2 separate regions of the Zea mays genome follow, and region 2 is linked to region 1. Evidence: chromatin contacts called from public Hi-C data. All regions are on one chromosome and are shown on one strand. Each heading gives the region's core, a stretch centred on a gene start, on an enhancer-like site or on the middle of the called end of the contact. The rest is flanking DNA. Distances are from core to core; before and after follow the strand shown.

Region 1 (2,892 bases), core at 9-2,508:
GCACTTATAATACTACCTCGGCTCGTTTATACATGACGCTGGTCAATTTAATTTTAAACTAACCAGCGTTATATAAAAAATGGGAGGGAGTTTATATAAATTCGTACTCTAAGAGCTAGTTTAACAGAGCTAGTTTGACGACTCTATTTTTTTTTCTTCAAAGTATTCTCATTTTCTTAACTATTTTATATAATGAGGTGTTTGTTTGTGTTACAAAATACTTTGTTTTCAAAACATTAGTATTGTGAATACCATGATGTTTTTTTGAGTATTTAAAACTCCACTTTAACATAAAGTTTTCATCGCTTCACTAGTTTATTGCACACTTATACTAAAATACTACAGTTTTCGATGTTGTTTCCAAACACTTGTTTGTGAGGAGGCTGGCAGTAGCGTCCTGGGGCATGGTTTATACACAATAGAATTTCCAAAAACATCACATCTAGATTTAGACATCCCTAATCCAATGTACATATATTAACATGGATGCATTTTGGGAGACCAATAGAGACACTGAACATCGCCAAGCCCTTTCGCTTTTGTAGCCTCACTGTATATCAGGGGCGGATCTAGGCCTTTTTGTGGTGTCCTGTGACACCAATGAATTTTAGTAATCTCTATTAGAATGTATATTTGTTAGCACTTAAATGAGTTGATGATTTTATAATTTAATGGAGATGACACCAATGATTGTTTTGTTTAGATCCGCTGCTGCTGTAAATATGTATCATTTGACGATTCATGACAACTAAGCTTTGAGTACCTGACATTAAAAAAAGTTATTACATAGGAGTATACTGATAAGGCGGTGTGTTATGTGCGACTAGATCCAGTTAAAACTAAAAAATCTTTAATTACTTCCTAAAATGACATAAATCTATACAAATTGCTAGCCAAAGCTTCAACGTATGCTATCAGCATTCTTATCCGGGAGGGTCGAATGTTACTAGGTTTAAATAAAAGGAACCAAGACCAAAATATTTTTTTACCAACAATGGAAAGGAGAGGAACAAAAGAGGAGGCCAAAACAGAGCAAGGAAAAGGGGAAAAAATGGCTCCGCTCCCCGCCTCCGCACTTGCACAGTACTAGCCGGTTTCGCGTCTGCCTGCGTTGCGTTGCCTTGCCCTCCCTACCCAGTACCCACCCCCCCACCGACCCACCCCCTCCGTGTTCCGCCGCCTCCGCCGAAATCACCAAATCCCCGCCTCCGATCCGCCGCCGACCTCGATCCGCCGCAGCCGTTGACCCGCCCAGAATGGCCTCTGGGACTCCCTCGCCGTCCGGCAAACCCTACTCCCGCAAATCTCACGCCAGCTCCAAGGCTCCCAGCGTCCCCTCCTTCGACGCCCACAACGGCCGGCTCCTCCCCACCGTCACCTTCCCGCTGCCCTCCACTACCGCCTCCCGCCGGGAGCTGCGGCGCCGCCTCTCCTCCGAGCTCTCCCAGGTGCGCGCCGCGGCCAAGCGCCTGAGCTCCCTCCCGGCTCCCGCACCTTCCTCGGCGCTCTCCGCCACCGACCCCTCCACGCCGCTCCCGCCGCACCCGCCGGGGTCCAAGCACAAGTCCAGGAAGCCCGGGGGAGCCCCGTACCCGCAGCCGCACCTCTCGGCGGAGGCGCGGCGCAAGCTCTACGCGCCCGTGTTCAAGACCTGCTCCGCGCTGCTCCAGAGGCTGATGAAGCACAAGCACAGCTGGGTGTTCAACACTCCGGTAGACGCGAGCGCGCTTGGACTGCACGACTACCATACGATCATCACCAAGCCCATGGACCTCGGCACGGTCAAGTCAAAGCTAGCGGCTGGACAGTACAGGTCGCCACGGGAGTTTGCAGGCGATGTGCGTCTCACGTTCCGGAACGCCATGACGTACAACCCCAAGGGGCAGGACGTGCACTTCATGGCCGAGCAGCTGCTGAACATGTTCGAGGAGAAGTGGTTGGAGATTGAGGCTGAGCTAGCTCAGCTATCGCCACAGCCTCCGACACCATCCTCAGCAGCACCCAGGAAGCCCAAGGAGATAGATAATTCTAGGGCATTAGAGAGGTCGGATTCGACAGTTCATGCTGCCGGGATGGAGGCTACCCCAAAGACGCACAATGGCAGACCCCCGGTTTCAAAGAAGCCCAAGGCAAGGGAGCCCAATAAGAGGGATATGACATTCTGGGAGAAGCAGCGGCTTAGCAATAACCTCCAGGATTTGCCACCGGAGAAGCTAGACAATGTTGTCCAGATCATAAAGAAGAGGAACTCGTCGCTCAACCAGCATGACGATGAGATTGAGGTTGATATCGATAGCTTTGATGTTGAGACGTTATGGGAGCTTGATAGATTCGTGACAAACTATAGGAAGAGTATAACTAAGAATAAGCGGAAGGCTGAGCTTTCTGCGGTAAGGCCAGATGAAGCTGATCCTGATCAGGAGCCAGAGAAGGTAGAACGTGTGAGGCAGGACGAGGCAGATCAGGATCGAATCCCTGCAGTACAAGAGCCGGTATGATTATGGTTGGTAGTATTCAGTGTCGTCACTAAATTTTATGGACTATTGCATGCGCGCTTCTTACTGTGGGCTTTCCGTTACAGATTCCAGAACCAGAATCAGTTGATGTCGAGCCACCTAAGGAAATTGCAGCAGGTGGGTCAGTTGTGTGTCTTTAGACCATTGTTGTGATTGCTATAGGAGAAAAGAACAAATGTCTCATTATAGTCATTCTTGTAATGCAACAGTCACTTTTGATTACAATCCATTATCACTGCGAAAAAGCAACTAACTTTACTCAACTACAGATGACAATGGGAGATATGTGGGTGAATCATCACCTGGTCATTTGGAAGATCAGGAGGGAGAGAATCCTGGTAGATCAAGTAGTTCTGGAAGCTCTAGCAGTGACTCA
Region 2 (2,833 bases), core at 78-2,577, 160 kb after region 1:
GTACGGTGTATTTTGGGAGCCTGATGGAGTGAATGTTACACTATTTGTTGAGTTATTAGAGAAATATAAACCCATTTTACAAAGGACATATCCTACAATCATAACTTTTGTACAAAGTATTCTCTAGCACATTTCTATTATTTCTAGCCATACTCCTCGGCTTCCTAATTTTACACTCGTATGTGGTTCCTTATGGCCTCCTTCTTAAATAGAGCCTCCTTCATAAATAGAGTTGATGCGACCGAAGCCAACTTAGGACGTGGTGGTATATGATGGTTGACCCCTATGCTGAGTGGTCCCACAAAGATGCCTAGAGGCAGTACTTATGAACTGTTAAGCTTTAGTATAAATCTGCTCTACTACAACGGGTTGCTCTTCCTGGCTTGGCCCGTCCTTTCTTTGTGTTAGTGCTGAGTCATGGACTGCCAATTGTCACACCACATTTTAGATCCATCCACCGAGGCCCCAAAAAGGTCTTCAAAGATAATTCGATGGAATAAACCAAAATATGATGTAAACAAGGCTCCCACAAAGAGAAATTTTGTCGCCTTGTCATGATTCGCTCCATTGTAGAACAAAAACATCATCGTTATTGAAGATTCATCGAGTACAATTAGCCATATTGCCGCATAAACATTTTGGTTGCATTTACTATGAGCTCTATTGTACGTCAAATGCGCACCTAACACCTTTCTTATGGAGGTGGAGTTAGAACACAGCCTAGCTAGATGTTTCTTTGAAATAGACTTCAGATTTTGTGTCAAATTGTTTATAGAAACCTTTGAATATAATTTATTGTTATTATGAATTTGTATATGTATTTTTTACGTAAATCTCTGTCTATATAGATCTTTGTGTCAAAATGTCATTTTTATGAACATATCTATAGGTTTTCTATATAGTTTTTAATGGATAATTAAACATCTGTTATCTGTATATACATTTTCTTATTTATTTTGAGTATATATATGATTTGTATATATGTTGTGAACAATTTGATATAAATTTGTGACTATAGTTTCGTTTCACACAAACTTTTGTATATGTATTTCTTTGTATATACATCGTGTTAGACAAGGCATAGTGTTTTCTCGCCATACAGATTTGATTGTAATTTTTTTACATAAACATATCTATATGGATATATTTTTTCACAAGTATATGCATAACATCGCTGTTTAAAAATAACTTTGCACAATTTATAAGGAATAGCGTATTGTTATTTTGTTTCGAAACGCTTGTTGTTAACTAGGCATACGTACAGAAGTAGAAGCAGACACGACGACATACTCCTGGTCCAGCCCATGACATGAGCGTACGTGGGGAGAAAATATGAAAAATCCAGGGCCAGCCCAAGGGAACTCAAACCAGGCCGCGCATATTGAAAAGAGACATGCCCATGATAGATCCCCATTATTTTATCGAACGGGTTTTTTATGAGCCAAAAACTACAAAATGTATAGAGAAATTTAAAACAGCCTGGATTTAAAACTTCAATGTAAAATATATACAGTAATCGTCACCGAAAGGAAACTAAAAACGAGGCACTAACTCACTAACTTTTAGAATATGTTTGTTGTTTATCATTATCATATCATCCACGAGCACAATCGCCTATTGTTTATCATTATCATCCGCTAGCATGCAGTGTCCAATAGCGTGTGCCGACTCGTAGTGGCAGAAACTCGGATCACATGGAACCAGGGATCGCCTTGCTTCCATTGCCCGCCGGTCAAAATGTTGTGGCGTAGCACACCTCGCTACCAACCTAGCTACCAGTCATGTATATATGCAATGGTTCCGTGCATCTCGGCCGGGCTACCTAACCTATAGATGGCCAATAAGCACGAGGTACACGAGCTCGACACGTAGCCCATTGTTTGATCCTAATCTGAGCCTAGTCTGCCTAACTCTACGCGGGCTTGGACCAGTGGCGGACCTAGGATTTTGGCCAAGAGTATGCCATAATAATTTTTACACTATTCATTCTAACTCATATATAATTTGGTAAATATCTTAAAATGCACCATAAAATTTGACAAACAAAGATAAAAACAAAATAATGCATCATAAAACTTAATAATTAATAGGAAATTGTGAACTAGATTACACTAGAGCCCAAACATATGAAATACGAAATTTGCAAAAAAAACAATGTTTGAAAGATAATTACCATACTATTTGTTGGGACGACGCTTTCTAAAAGCTATAAAGGTCTCAATTATATCATCTTCATCGACTTTGAAGAAAAGATCTCGTTCGATGAATGTGACTAGACAATCGTCCAAAAGACTATCACCCATCTTATTTCTTAACTTAGTTTTGACCAAAGACATTGCAGAAAATGCCCTCTCAACACTTGTTGTTGCACCGGCAGAAGTAATATCAATTTGAGAAGCAAGAAAACCATATCGAACACGATATGCCTCTTTTTTCAACAAGCTTAACTGACATGTCAACAAGACAATGAAGGCCTTTGAAGTTATCATCTTGCCTCATTGCATCAATATAATTATTAAGCTGCAACTCAAGTTTCAGCAAATCATTCCCAAATATGTCATTAGGGTAAAATTCAGCTAGTCTTCGTATCTTCTGCGCATCAAAGGAAGCAAATGAATCAGAAGGATCTAAGGCTGACATACAAGAAAGCAACTCCATATTGACCTCATCAAACCGGTTATCAAGCTCTTGACTAATTTGATCAATGACACCAATATATATTTCTCTTCTGAAGTGATCATCATTTGTTTGGTTTCGAGTGTATCGTGCTGATTTTCCATAAGGCACATAATTATCCTCCATAGCAGGAACTTGGACGCCATATTGATTGCAA

Evidence for each region. Hi-C and Micro-C count contacts between places; a contact is called where the count stands out from the background.
Region 2: a Hi-C map of leaf shows a contact between it and region 1, with 4 times the contacts expected there. The contact joins the enhancer-like site here to the promoter of LOC100274451 in region 1. A contact is called at or near these places in 3 of 25 Hi-C or Micro-C datasets (ear, leaf and tassel).

Annotation. Positions count from the first base shown.
Region 1 is chr8:25,166,531-25,169,422 of Zm-B73-REFERENCE-NAM-5.0, forward strand. It overlaps LOC100274451, which reads left to right and starts at 1,259. Exons shown (of 5, transcript NM_001148810.1): 1 at 1,259-2,492; 2 at 2,582-2,633; 3 at 2,786-2,892. The coding sequence starts at 1,677.
Region 2 is chr8:25,330,399-25,333,231 of Zm-B73-REFERENCE-NAM-5.0, forward strand. No RefSeq gene overlaps it. Among protein-coding and RNA genes, the nearest start is that of LOC100274733, 34 kb to the left of the region's middle. Within about 2 kb of position 1,328, at least 5 of the 20 cell types and tissues checked have an H3K27ac peak or open chromatin away from gene starts, as enhancers often do. A contact at or near this core is called in leaf, where this site is marked.